2 separate regions of the Mus musculus genome follow, and region 2 is linked to region 1. A link is a contact called in public promoter capture Hi-C data. All regions are on one chromosome and are shown on one strand. Each heading gives the region's core, a stretch centred on a gene start, on an enhancer-like site or on the middle of the called end of the contact. The rest is flanking DNA. Distances are from core to core; before and after follow the strand shown.

Region 1 (7,115 bases), core at 1,287-3,786:
TTACCCTTTACCGTCCTCAGGTGAGTCTCCTAGATCAACAGCCTTTTTTTTTTTTTTTTTCCTTAAACTGGCTCCTGTCAAAGATTAAGTTAATATGGAAAAGACCTCTTATGTGTATTGATGGGGCATGAGGAGCCCAGGCAAGGAGAGGCTCGTGGAGAGGCTGAGGGAATGTTACTAAGTTTCCCTCCGTTTGTCTCCAGTCTGGTGCCAGGCAGTAGAGTGGAAAAGGAGGCTATTTTTTTATTCTATGTGCACACATACAGTATACATATATATTTATATCACATTTTACTGAACCAAAAAGTTGGGTTTCCAATAAAATACTTGTTTTTTAATAACCGACTTGTTTTTAACTGTGATCTGAACTATAATGTACAGTTATTACAGGGCTTCTGAAGAAGGGGGGGCGGGGAGAAGCTTCTCTGAGGGGCTCGCTCTGCTTTTCCTTCACGGTTTTATTTTTGATTGTTTTTTCTTGTTGCCCATCTGTGCTAAGCCTTAACTGTGGCAAAAATAATGACATGTAGCAAAGATTTTAAAACAAAGTATTTTTTCTTTTATAAATTGTGTTGTGTTGTGTGATATTATTGATTGCGGCTCCCTGACCCCTTTACAGACATGCACAACTAAGCATTCATAAGTGAGCTCGACACACACAGGCACAGAGCGTAGTTGAATCTTCATTTCAAGACTCAGAGCTCACAGGGCCCTGGTCACTTAGCCCTGTTCTCGTGTACCCACCTGATCCTGACACATCAGGAGTAGTCAGTAGACTACTGCTCACACTGTCTGGGAGTGGGGGTTGTCTCATCTCACAGAAGTTGCTGGGGAGTGTTCTTGGATTTGAAGCCACTATGGGGCATCCTGATGTCTTTCCCCAGTGTGTTCTCCCAGTTAAAAGGAGATGAAGGGATTGTGAGCTTTAAACAGTTCAGATGTGGATCTGGGCTCTCTCTACTCAGGTGGTACATTGAGATCCTGGGGTCTAGAAATCCTGGGGTCTGTGCCAGGAATCCAGCTAGGAACTGAATCTATATTTGTGGTAATATCCTTTGTGCTTCACAGTCCCTCATTTCCTAATTCCTCACATGTGTTTATGGAAGTAAATGGAGTTTAGGGTGTGGTTGGCCAAGTCAGACTCTTATGATCTGTCACATGCCTGGATTTTGGGGAAGCGCTTGGAGACTCTTGTAACTGGACCTAGTTTGGGATTTTAATGATTGAGATGCAGTACTCATCAGACATTCTACCACCCGAGAGTCTAGCAGTAGAGTCCCACGTGTATCCATTAATGTAGATTCAAGTGTTGTAAATAATTAGGTGCTACATTGGGTCAGTTGTCTTTCCTTACTGTCATGTTGGGTGTTGATCCTTGGGCCTCATAATGTTAGGAAAGCCCACCACCGCTGAGTCATGTTCCTCAACCCTCTTTTAGCTTTTTGTAAATTACTTTTATCCTCCATTTAAGCAACTAGAATCTTTTTGTAAAGTTTATGTATATGAGTACACTATCTCTGTCTTCAGACACACCAGAAGAGGGTATCAGATCCCATTACAGATGGTTTTGAGCCACCATGTGGTTGCTGGGAATTGAACTTAGGACCTCTGGAAGAATAGGCAGTGCTTTTAACTGCTGAGCCATCTCCCTGGCCCTGTAGGGCATTTCTTAGTGGTTGATGGGAGAGAGCCCAGCTCACTGTGGATGGTGCCATTCCTGGGCTGGTGCCCCAGCCGTTGTTATTTTTAGACAGGATCTCACTAAATTGCCTAGAGTAGGTTGACCTTGAAAGTAAGTTCTTACTTAGAGACGTCTCACTGTATGGCTCTGGCTGACTTTGGACTCACTCTGTAGACTGTTGTGGCATTGACCTCACAGAGAACCATCCACCCCTGCCATCCAGTGTGTATGTTGAGGGGACAGAGGTGTGCCCATAGCCAGTGATGGCTTTGCTTTAGCTTCCTGAATATCTGGGATTACTGCACTGTCTCACACACGTGACTTTCTGGCCACTTTTGAACCATCTCACCTGGACTTTGTGGGCAGCTCCTCCCTTGATGTACAGCCATAATGGGTTAGAAAAACTACTCCATGCCCAGAAGCAGTTAATAGCAAACAGTCACAAAACGGTTTTAAATGTTTAAATTAGAGCCTTACATTTCTAGCCTTTCCTCCCCTCTCCCTCACTCCACCCCCATCATCTCAGAAGAGGATCTGACACAACGTTGGAAATGGTGCAGAGTAAGGAGGTGGGTCAGAACTAGATGAGTTGAAAAGATGGAAATTGCCAGTCAGACATTTTGAGGAAGAATGGAGACAACTAGGGCTGTGTTCTTAAATCTCCCACCAAAGTCTCAATTTGAATATTGTGCTATCTTATTTTTGCCCCCCAAAGTCAGTCAGATGAAACTAAACACTTAGCAGCTATCCACACTGGCATATGATACTGTATACACACATTGTGCAAATGTGTGTCCTTCCTCCCTAACCCCTCCTCCTTTTCATCCTATCCCTGACTCCCTCCCTTATCCAGATTTTCCAGCCACTGCTGGAGTTGACTTCCGCAATCCTTACCGAATAAATCTAGCACCCTTAGTCTTCCGCTCACAGTAGCCACGCTTCCTATCCGAAAAGAGCCTAGCGAACAGATTCTCAACAGCAGGTAACATTTTTAACTTCTGGATCTTTTAGCGTCTTGTTCCTACCAATTAACCTTATTTTAAGAAGAGAAAGGATATAATGAATTGGGGATCAAATAATTTAAGTTCCCTGAATAACAACATAATCCTTAGTTTATTTTCTAGCTAAATGTGTATGGAAATCTTTAGGATTTTCTATGTGAATGAATATGTGGCTGTTGGTATAATCAGAGGAAGAGGATTCTGTAAGCCTGTCTCAAGCGTGGGCTCTTTCTGAGTTCTGTTTAACTTAAGAGTTAACCAACTCCTGGGGAAGAAGAAGAATTCACAGCCACCCGCAAGCCTGTCACACCCCGGTTACTGGTGCTCTGCTGGGTAGTCTGTTGCTTTGCAAAGAGTAGATGAAATGTCGTCAGTGTTGCACAAGTCATATGATGTGCTGCTGGTGGGAAATGGTTTTTAAACTTAAGAACTTGCAATTAAGCCAACACAAGAAATTAATGGGGCCAGAGCAGATGCTGAAAAGCTGTGAGCTGTGAACTTAGGTCATTACGGAATACTGTCCTTCCATCTTCCACCTCCATTCGTGTCTGAGGCTTTCACCCTGTAAAGCAGCCACGTCGCTGTTTGGAAAAAAGAAAAGAGAAAAGAACAGCTACTTACCCGTGACATCTGGTTATGATCAGAGCTGTTTCCTGCCTAAAGGAGAGGAGGTGGAAAGAAAAAAGTGGACAAGGCAAATGAAGATACAGTGAACGTAAATACCATCAAAATGGTCCTGTCCTCTCCTGGCAAGATCTGGGTGTAGGCAAGGAAGAATACTATGCACAAAGCCTGAAGTGTACTGTAGCTAGAACTCTGGCTCTGTAACCACGCTCACTGTGCTTATTCTGTTTATGTGCACCCTTACCTGGGATACGGGGGTGGGGTGGGGGTGGCATAAGAGCTGCCGAGCCTTTCCCAGTTACTTCTACGCACTGCGGTTGCCTAAAGTGTGTGCAGTGTTGGTGGAACATACGGGAGTTACAATGATTAAGTCAGATGATCCGGCACCTCCTGAACTTCTGTCTGTTTTATGTGAGAATCACCTGCAATTCCTTGTTTTCCATATACAGCCAAGTGTGCCTGTCTCACAGTCAAATGAAGGGATTCTTGGGCATGGCTCACACCTTTAGTCCTGGCACAGGGGAGAGGGGGTAGATCTTTAAATTCAAGGCCCTCTTGATTAACATAGTGAGCTCAAGGCCAGCAAAGACTTACATAAAAAGACCATGTCTCTGAAATGGCAGAAAGTCTGTGTGTGTATGTGGTGTTCTTTTGAGTTTATGAATCCCTTAGGATTAGTGTGTGTGTGTGTGTGTGTGTGTGTGTGTGTGTTATTTTTCTGGTAGAAAATTTATTTTTAAAGCTCTTAAAAGGTTAAAACTTTCCTGATAACCTGTCTGCTGCCATTTGAACATCCAAAGCCAACCTGTGAATTTCTGCTAGTGGAAATCTCCCCTAATTATTCCTTCCGCCAGGATGTGGGTGTTCAAGTTTCTGCTGCTACCCATGGTGAGCTTTGCTCTGTCTCCGGAGGAAATGCTGGACACCCAGTGGGAGCTATGGAAGAAGACTCACCAGAAGCAGTATAACAGCAAGGTGCCCAAGGAAGCAGTCCCCATTCTCTAACTCTGCAGCTAGCTTTTCCTTCTGTGCATCAGTCCTTCTGTCTGCTTCCCACATGTATTAGCTGGAGAGGTAGCTCAGGAACGGATGGCTGGTCTAGCATGTACAAGGCACTGAGTCCAATACCCAGTACCATAGATGGGGCTGTATGGGGTGTATGTGGGGAAGGCTCTTTTAAGGAACACTTCTCATAGTAATGCCATTATTCTATGGTCTCTCTAAACCTTTGCATAAGATTTGTGTATGTACTCTTAAGAGTCTATGGTTTCCCAGTTAGATTGTGTTTTCTGTTTATGTTGTATGTCTTCTTCTAAAACTACCTATATAACCACTCAGTCTACAAATTTACTGACTATCCTGTTTAGGTGGATGAAATCTCTCGGCGTTTAATTTGGGAGAAAAACCTGAAGCAAATCTCTGCCCATAACCTGGAGGCCTCTCTTGGTGTCCATACATATGAACTGGCCATGAACCACTTGGGAGACATGGTGAGTTGCCTCTCAGATCCAGGCCTGCCCACTGTCTTTACCCTGGTCCCTGCTAATGCTTGGCATCCTTTCTTGTCTCAGACCAGTGAAGAAGTGGTTCAGAAGATGACGGGACTCAGAATACCTCCCTCTCGATCCTACAGTAATGACACTCTCTATACCCCAGAGTGGGAAGGCAGGGTCCCAGACTCCATCGACTATCGAAAGAAAGGATACGTTACTCCAGTCAAGAACCAGGTGCCTTCTGTAGTGTGTGCTTGTGTGTGTATGTGTGTGTGTGTGTGTGTGTGCGTGCTCACGTGCGTGCGCGCACGCATCTGTGGTAATCTGACTGTGGTATAGTTCATGCTACAAGAATATAGCATATTGTTACTTAATTCATTACCTATTTTGTATATTTAGGATTTTTTTCTACTTTAAAATTTTTACGCTAAGCTGTGGGCTGAAGATTCAAGATCTAAGGTGCTGCCTTGATCCTCAAGAAATTCTCATTCTTAAAAATTAGAAAAATCTCAGAAAGAGAAAATTCTGCAATCAGGAAAGTAAATCCTAATAGTAGCTGACACTTTCTGAGAGATTGCTGTGCATCAATAGTGTCTCTGATTCTCGCGTGAGTGAGATCTCTCGGTGTTCACAGAAATCTCATCAACTTTAGTATCACTCACTTTCTTGTTCTTTTGAGACGAGGTCTCTTGCCCAGGCTGGCCTCCAACTCAGTCTATAGCTGAGATTGACCTTTTAGCCTCTGGACCTGTTGCCTCCACCACTCAAGTGATGGAGTTACATGTATGTTCCAGCAAGCCCAACTTATTCTCACTTTAAAGGAAACTGAGGCACAGAGTTCAGTAACTGCTCAAGATTGTGTTTCTAGTATGCAAAGTCAGGGTTAGAATTCAGGAAAACTGTCGCCAGAGCTATAAAGTCCCCACTGTACTTGACTTCAGTTAAAGGAGACAGTGGTCACAGTTGTCATCAATGGGGACAATAGCAGGGCTTCACAACAAAGACAGTCTTTATGGTTGAGTGTTTGTGGGTGGAGTTTTCTCAGGCTGGCAGAGAGACCCACCCTCTGTGAAGAGTGATGGCTGACAGGTCCTCTGTATGTTTCTCAGGGCCAGTGTGGTTCCTGTTGGGCTTTCAGCTCTGCCGGGGCCCTGGAGGGCCAACTCAAGAAGAAAACTGGTAAACTCTTAGCTCTGAGTCCCCAGAATCTTGTGGACTGTGTGACTGAGAATTATGGCTGTGGAGGCGGCTATATGACCACTGCCTTCCAATACGTGCAGCAGAACGGAGGCATTGACTCTGAAGATGCTTACCCATATGTGGGCCAGGTGAGACCACCGTAGTATGTAGCCGTGGGCTGCTCCTTCCCCGGGCATGGTTTTGTTTTCTGTTAGCATATCCTGCTCCTTTCCATTTTTTTTTTCCTTTTAATTTTGAGACAATATCTTACTCTGTATCCCAAACTGATCAACTAGGTATCCTAGGCTGGCCACCCTTTTTTTGAGACAAGATCTCATATAGCCCATGTTGTCCTTAAAAGTACTATGTAGCTGAAGACAACCCTGAATTCTTCCTACCTCAAGCTTCCAACAGGCCTGGGTTCCAGACATGGCTATCCTGTTTTCCTAATAGAATTATTTGCCATAGAAGGCCAAGATTCTCATAATCATGGAAAACATTGAGCCATCTCTTCAGCCCCGTGACATTTTTAATGCAGTTGGGACTGACGGGTAGTAGAGTTCCTTGGAATATGGACCTTTAAAAGAGGAACTGCACGTTTCAGTGATAGAAATATAGGCAACTATGAGTTAAAATATGTTCAGTTTGTTTTCTTAAAAGGTCAGCTGTTCCTTGATATTTATGGAAATGTCACAGCATACTCAAATTCATACTGCTGTATGTAGCAAAACCAAGATTTTATAAAATGTATTATTGTGTATATCTGTATATGTGGTATCTGTGTGCATGTCCTGGTGGGCTTGTGCCATAGCATGCAAAGTACAGAGATAATTTTGTGGATTCTCTCCTTCTGTAGGTCCTGAGGATCACATTTTAATTATTAGGCATATTTAGCTGAAGTTTTACCAACTAAGCCATCTCGCCAGTCCCCCTACCAGGATCTGCTTATCTCCTGCAGCCTTTCCTCTCATGCACCCGTGTAACATGGAAGCTAGGGAATGTTACTTTGGAACATAGTCACCTGGGTGTGGAAGCTTATCTTCACTTTACTATATAATACCAAACCGTTGCCAGAAATCATGCTCCTACTGCAGTATATAAGAAAGCCCCTGACCCACAGTCACATCTTCACCACGA
Region 2 (7,115 bases), core at 2,867-5,366, 240 kb after region 1:
GCTGCTTGGCTCCTCCTCCTTACCACACCTTAGCCTTTCAGCTATGAGATGAGGCCCCAGGAGCTAGAGGGAGGTCAAAAGGGAGGAACACAGATGAGGCTCCTAATTGGCCACTGGAGATGAGCTGGACCAGTAGGTACAGAGGGTCGGGTGAAGCCATAGCTGGACGGATGGACGGCAGACAGATGCATATGTGGGGTCACGGGTGGATGAAGTCAGGATGGAAGCACGAAAACTCAAGGTGAACAGACTTGGATGACAGACACAACGGACGGATGGATTGACGGAGGGACGGACAGTCACAAGCAGACGAAAGTGGATGAATGGCTGTAGAGTCAGCGGTTGGAGCTGGGTGGGCAGACAGGCTCCCAAGGTGGCCGGGATGCCCACTTACGGCCTTCCATGTGCAAGTGTGGTTGTGGCCCTGGCGGCAGCAGCGCTGGAACTCCGTCTCCAGCCGAGTCAGAGCCTGCAGCTGCCTCTGGATGGCGTCAGTAGCTGGGAGGTTGCGTGGCACGGCGCGGAAGCGTCTCAGGAGACAGATGTTTTTGACATTGTCCGGTGTGGGCAACCCCGGGGGGAAAGGCAACTGGGGCCCTGAGGACATGCCATTCTGGTGGACGGGGCAGGGTCGGAGCAGGTAGTCTGGGCGAGGAGCTTCCTTCTGGAAGCAAGAGAATCGCTCCTCCCCACGCAGTCTGCAGCACAGGTGGGGGCGGGTCTTGACAGAGAATTCGGCCTCACAAAATTGGGTCATTGCATCCTCCCACTAGAGTGAGAGGGGTGGGTCAACCCAGTACCTCATTGTTCATATTTCTGCCTCCTCCCAGGCTCCAGGAAAGGACTCTAGGCAGGCAAATAGCAGTACAGCCGACCTGTGCTCCATCTGTACCCCGGGTGAAGTGTGGAGCACTCATGCGTGTGCACGCAGACACACACACACACACACACACACACACACACACGCATACACACGCATGCACGCACACATCCAGCAGCAGCAGCAGCCAAACCCTTACCACAAGCTTCAAACAGTCTAGGCGGTTTGTGTCGCTGCGGCAGCGACAGCAGCGGGAGTATCCGGTCTCCAGCACATTGAGGGTCTCTCCCTGGCGACTAAGGTGAGAGTAGCCAGTCTGCGGCAGGTTCCAGGGGCCGTAGATCACATGCTGACGCTCAGGAAGGCAGATCTGCTTCAGATTGTCTGGAGAAGGCCGTCCAGGAGGGAAGCCATCCAGCCGGTGGCCCCAGACACCTCTCCGTCCCTGCTGGCAGTGACGGGCTGGATTCCAAGTCCGGGGCTCTGGAGGGAGCTGGCCCGCCAAGGTGTGTGGCTTCACTGGAACAGAGAAAACAGTGGGGAGGAATGCATGCAGGCTGGCTGAGCATAGAGCATTGGGAGACCTGGGGTTGAAGAGAAAGGGCTGGGATAGTATGTGGGCTTCTTCAGTTCAGGGTCACTGAAAGGAAAAGGTAACTGCGACCCTCAGGCCAGCATTAGCTCCTTCCTGGGGCTCAGGGGCTAACCGTGGGAACAGACAGACCAGTGTGGTCACTCACCCTCTTTCTGGACAATCTCCTCCTGAGGCTGGGCAGGCGGGTCTACTGGGGTAGAGGGAGGTGGGTAAGCAAAAGGCTTGTTGGGATGGGCTCCTCTAAAACACAGGCTCCTGCTAGTTCCCATGCACGATGGAACACAATAGAGAGGCCAGAAAAAAACACGACTGCTATTTTACACCATTGACAGAGCTGTTGGACAGGCATTGTTTCCAACCGTTCTTCTCTTCTCTTCCTTCTTTAAAACTGGGCCTCATGTACTCATATGTCCCAGGCTGGCCTTGAACTCAGTAACGCTGACCCTGGCTGTCTGGGAACTTGCTCTATATACCAAGCAGGCTATATACCCCTCAGAGCTCTGCCTGCCTCTGCCTCCTGAGTGCTGGAATTAAAGTCACTGCCCAGCCTAAGAACAACCTTTGAAGGTCTGATGTTCATGTCAGTGCCACTACATCCAGTTGATGGAGTGCGGGAGAAAGCCAGCCTGGACTGTGTCAGACAAGCATTCCACCGACTGTACAGATAGAGACTGAGCAGCTCAGGAGAGTAAGTCCCATGTGCCCCTCCTCCCCAAGCCCATGGGCTCCGCAGGAAAGCTGTGCAGGAAAGAGGCAGTCACTCACTTTCCTTCTGTTCAATATGGACTTGGGGAGGGGGCTGCTCTTTCTGCAGGGGGATGGCTTCTTGAGGGACAGCAGGACCAGCTGCAAGATGGGGGAGGGCACAAGGGAGGGAGGTCAGGCTAGTGTCAGCATCACAGTGGGGTGGGCGGGGGTTGGGGGGCAGGGAAGCACTCACCTTTATCTACATTAGGGTTTAGGAAAGTGGGCCAGTCTTCCTCGTACACAGGGATGTCTTCTGGAGAGGAAGGGGGCTGCACTACAGAACAGGCAGTTGTGAGGCAGACAGTGGGGTGGGGGGGTCCCTCCCTTCCTGAGGAGCAGGAAGTACACTAGATTAGAGGTCTCAACGGGAACTGAGAGGGCTTTGGGGCAGCCTCACCTTCTCTTTGTTCCTCAAAGAGGGGAGGGTCATGCAGAGAAGTTACAGAGTGGTCAACTCGGAGTCTCCGGGTTTGTGGTGGGGAAGGGGGTGCTGCATAACCTACTAGAGGCAAGAGGGGAGACACTCAGAGCCTCCCAATTGCATGCTTGTTCCCCACAAATTCTACAGCCATGCTGTCCTGAGCACCCGTCTTCATCCGATCTGGTTAGTTCTGAGGCTCTCACCTTCATGGAGGTGCTGGAAGAGGCGCTCTGGCGTCATCTCTCGCTGGTCTGAAGCCTTGAAGGCTAGAGGAAGGAAAGACAAAAGTCAGGCAGTTTTGAGGCGTCCTTTCCTGGTCCTGGACAGAGGATGGGGAGGCTGTGGAGGCCGAGACTGTGGAAAGCCCGCTGTGGGGGAGCCACCTGTCACACACCTCCCCTCTGAGTGGCTGGGTTCTGAGTTGGGGTCTAAAAGAATGTGGCTGGGAATGGAGGTCTGATTTCCTGTCAGTATCTCCCTTGGATGGGGCTTGTGGCTGCCGTCCCCTCCAATGCGCTGATGTTCCAGGATCCACCTCTCTTCAAACTTCTTCCTATAGGCCTTTAAAAATACTTTTGGCCTTTGGGTGGGACGGTTAGCCAAATGTTTAAGTGCCTTCCCCTTCAATCTCAGCTTATTTTAGGTTTCTTAAACAAGAAAAATATTATTTGTGTATGTGTGGAGGGGGCCAGTGTGTCACCGTGGTGATGTGTATAGGTCAGAGGACAACTTGTGGGAGTCATTTCTCCCCTTCCATGTGGGTTACTGGGACGGAATACAGGTCACCAGGCTGGCAAAGCACCTTCACATCTGGAGCTGAACCGAAGGCACAAACCTAGGAACCAGGACAGCAGCGAGGTGGAGCTGTCTCAGACACGGCTATCTATAGAAGGATCTAAGTCTCTGTCCTGTCCAGAGTTGGTATTTCCTTTTGTTCAGACTTCAAAGCAGTGCGTGTGTGTAATAGGGGGTGAATGTGGGTGAACTCTAACTCGTCCTCTGACCAGAGTGAGCCAGTCTAGGCTCCCTGGCTCGGTAGGCTGAGTTTTAGCAGCCCGAGGGCTTCTTTTCCTCCTCACCTGCCTCCTCGTCCCTCCTCACGTGTTCTGACAGGAGGATCCTCACCCTGTAAACTCACCTGTCTTGTGTCTATTTGACTCTAATTTTTGTGTTTCTTAGCAACTACCTCTAGCTATTCTGCTCCTGTTCCAGCCTCCATGGTTAAAGGTTCAGCCCCACTTCACAGTGACATGTTCATATAAAGGAAGCCAATCACCCAACTGCTGAGCTCTTTGGAGCCAGACTCTTAAGCAACTGCTGACCCCACCCCGACTCACCTCCCTCAGAGGCAGCAGAAGCAAGAGCCAAGCAGGCCAAGATCAAGGCTGCTCTGGATACGGTCCCCATCCTGGGGCAAGAACTGGTCACTGGTCACCCAGAAGCTGGTTGTCACAGGCAGATCTAGACTTGAAGGGGTTGGGCCACTTGCTGCAAGCCTGCTCCCCTGGCTGTTGCTACTGCCGTTGTGAACTTCAAGGCCTGCTGTCTGTCTCTCTTTATATGCTATCTCCCGCCCCCCTGTTTCCTGCCATGACTCAGTCCCTGCTGCTCCTCCTCTTACAGCCACTCCTCCCAGACTCCTGGAGCCTCCTTAGCCTGGGAAGAATGGAGGTGATGGAAGGGAGCACTCCTGGATCCCCTCCAAACTGATGCAGAGGATCATGGAGCAAGTTGTCATCTGGACCCTTAATTTGTGCCTCAGTTTCCCATCTGCATACTGTCCTTTATAAAGAATGGATCTGACACTCTCCTGAGTGGGAGTGGGAGGAGAATGGCTGCCTGAGGCAGTGCCCTTGCTGGTCAGAGGCCTCAGTATCCCTTTGCCTCAGGTCTGGGAAAGAGGGAGTAAAGCATTCGGACTCAGATGAAGGCACAGCCTTGGCTTCAAGTATATTTTTATTCTCCTTCTATCCAGTCAGTACAGCATTCCTTTCTGTGGGGAGCCCCCACACCATGTCTATTTTCAGAGAGCAGTTCTGAGGCCTCGGGGACATGCGGGGCTGCCAGCTGGGTTACTGTCCCGTGGAAAGGGACGGACGGCTCTCATGAGTCTGTACATCACCAATGGACATGACTCAGAACACTTCTTCTGCATTGGGGACCCTGGCGTTCTGTAACTCCAGCAGTCTCTGCACGGACTCGGCCAGGTCTCGCTCCCCGAGCTGCCGGTTATCTCGCGTGCGTACGTTCACTGTCCTTTGACTCTGCTCTCTCTGGCCAACCACTGCAGGAAGAGGAAAGATTTGCAAACCCAAGCAAAAGTCACCCTATGGGTTGTTTCCTTTTGCTTTGCAGAAACTTCAAACTCCTGAATCTTTAGGAAAGGTAGGAGCAGAGCCTAGCCGTGGCTGAAGCCCATGCTTAGCTCGCCTGCCCTGCTGCTGACTGTCCACTCTGATGAGATAAGGAAGTGGGCCGGGCTTTACTCCCCTCTCCCTGCAGGTCAGGAGCCCAGGGCTGGGAGATACAGAGTCAGTTAGACAGAGACAAACATGGAGAGCTACACAAAAAGAAAAACTGTATGTGTGTGACCTGGGGGGAGGGGTACGGTACAGGAAGGGGAAACAGCAGGGCGGGGCTTGCTCTCAGTGCTGCCAAGGCAACGGGCATGCGTGATGCCCCAGTCAGGCGGTCTGGCTAGGAGTTTCTGCTTCTTGCTTCCAGAGGCCCAAGAGTCAGGAGCAACTTCCTTCCCTAAGACCTTTCTTGTCCCCTAGAGCTGCCTCCACCCACACAACAATAAACAAGGCAATTAATTAATGCCTTTATTGGTTTTGGTGCTGGGACCTAACTCATTGGAGGCCAGTGCTCCACCACAGAGCACTACAGCTTCTGGTTCACTGATAATCTTGCTACATACAGCCCACAGTGGCCTCACATGTTTGCCCTCCCTCCTGTACCTGCCAAATCCTGGGATTACAGGTGTGCCTACCATGCCTGGCTTCAACTGATGCCTTCTTAATCCTCTCCTGTCCCTTCCTCTTTGATGCTGGCCTGGTTAATTAACTTACAGAAACAGCCTAGGGTAGGGTTAATGAGAAGACAACTGTTCTGAGGGATGGAATAGGTTGTGGGAAGGAGCAATGGAAGGCAGGCAGATTAGTCAGGCTCCTACCCAGCCCAGGTAATGAGTCCCAATTAATTCAATGTACACAGAGCTAAACAATAGAGTTAGTACAGAGAATGCAGAGCTTGGGGCTCTGAGGTCTACGACTAACCCTCTTACCAAACTGAAAGTTGTAGTGGGCAAGCTGGGCCCGGCGGACTCTCCGGCTGAGGGTCAGTCCAGAGTCTGCATCGAGATCACTCACAAGTCCTGCAGCCTGCAGGCACTGTTGCACCTGGGATACAGATTTGGTGATGAGTAAATCTGAATGGAAGCTGAGCTATGATGGTTGGTTACTATTCTTCCTCGGATACTTGTCTCACATCCCCACTTCCTCCAATGCTCTCAGGAGCTGGCTAACTGCCTCTTCTCTGAGATACTGAGGCCTCCTTCCCATCCCTGACCTAAAACCTTTGTGTGCTTCTCACAGAAAATGAAGCCTCAATTATTCTTTGGGCTCTGTCGGTTGTTAGGCACCCATCTCCCAACCAGCTGTTCAACTCTCGTCCGTCCATAGTTTCTCCATAAAGAACCTCATGCGGCTCAGGCTGTGGACCTGTGCACAGCATGACCTTTCCTGATGCTCCTCCTGCCAAGTGCTAGGACTGCAGGCTCCTGTGGTGCTGCAGACTGAGCGCACTGCCTTCTGCACACTAGGTAAATATGCTACCAACTGACCTACAGCTCTAGGCTCACCCCTAACTATTTAAAAAGGGTCTTACTATAAAGCCAAGGCTGAACTCAATTTTTAGATGGAGAATGTTTAGCACACGGGAAAGCTGCCCTCAAGCCCTTCCCACTCTCCTGCAGAGCCTGTCTCACCAGGGATGCATGGCAGATGCCCTGCTGTTCCTGATCTTCTCTCAACTCACCTGCCTGGCATATTCCTCTTGCTCTGTCCTCACAGGGATGACCACCACCTGGAGCGGGGACAGCCACAGGGGCCTGTTGGCAGGAAAAAGGGGCAGGAAGTTATTCACTTTGGCTTTAGCCATTAGGCTTAGGTGTAGCTGTAGGGAGATCTGAAAAGGAAATACATAGGATAAGGTCAGAACCTAAGGCACGAACTTTCTGGCTGGAGAGAAGAGCAGAACTCTGGTGGCCAGTGACTCACCATTTCCCCCCACAGCTTTCTGCCAGCACTCCCAACAGCCTTTCCACAGAACCAAGCACTGCTCGATGAATAAGGACTGGACACTCTGGGGTACCTGCCGGCCTTGGAAGAAGGGGAGTGGGTGAACGGTGAAAGTCTCATGACCTGAGCCCAATCACTTCCCGTTACCAAGAACACTCTCTGATGGGGTAGGGTGTGGAGGGTTGGCTCAGTGTGAGGAGCAGTCAAAGGCAGGGGTGGGGGGCTGAGCCA

Evidence for each region. Capture Hi-C pulls out chosen DNA fragments and counts their contacts.
Region 2: a promoter capture Hi-C map of adipose tissue shows a contact between it and region 1. The contact joins the promoter of Ecm1 here to the promoter of Ctsk in region 1. A contact is called at or near these places in 19 of 39 promoter capture datasets (the C10 cell line, the HPC-7 cell line, HPC-7-derived erythroid cells and 13 more), 3 of 15 datasets of contacts at CTCF or cohesin (large pre-B cells, pro-B cells and stem cell-derived epiblast-like cells), 8 of 484 Hi-C or Micro-C datasets (embryonic stem cells, forebrain, liver and 4 more), 7 of 115 datasets of contacts at active chromatin or transcription factors (bone marrow-derived macrophages, embryonic stem cells, pancreatic cancer cells and 1 more) and 4 of 9 other capture datasets (adipose tissue, liver, macrophages and 1 more).

Annotation. Positions count from the first base shown.
Region 1 is chr3:95,496,674-95,503,788 of GRCm38.p6, forward strand. It overlaps Ctsk (cathepsin K), which reads left to right and starts at 2,537. Exons shown (of 8, transcript NM_007802.4): 1 at 2,537-2,663; 2 at 4,161-4,281; 3 at 4,674-4,796; 4 at 4,878-5,033; 5 at 5,909-6,127. The coding sequence starts at 4,162. It overlaps Arnt (aryl hydrocarbon receptor nuclear translocator), which reads left to right. Exons shown (of 22, transcript NM_001037737.2): 22 at 1-567.
Region 2 is chr3:95,735,453-95,742,567 of GRCm38.p6, forward strand. Ecm1 (extracellular matrix protein 1) reads right to left here and starts at 4,117. Exons shown (of 11, transcript NM_007899.3): 1 at 3,921-4,117; 2 at 2,787-2,849; 3 at 2,560-2,664; 4 at 2,356-2,436; 5 at 2,181-2,261; 6 at 1,561-1,605; 7 at 1,020-1,339; 8 at 395-769. The coding sequence starts at 3,990. Tars2 (threonyl-tRNA synthetase 2, mitochondrial (putative)) reads right to left here. Exons shown (of 18, transcript NM_027931.3): 15 at 6,864-6,965; 16 at 6,622-6,694; 17 at 5,870-5,984; 18 at 4,522-4,867. The coding sequence ends at 4,719.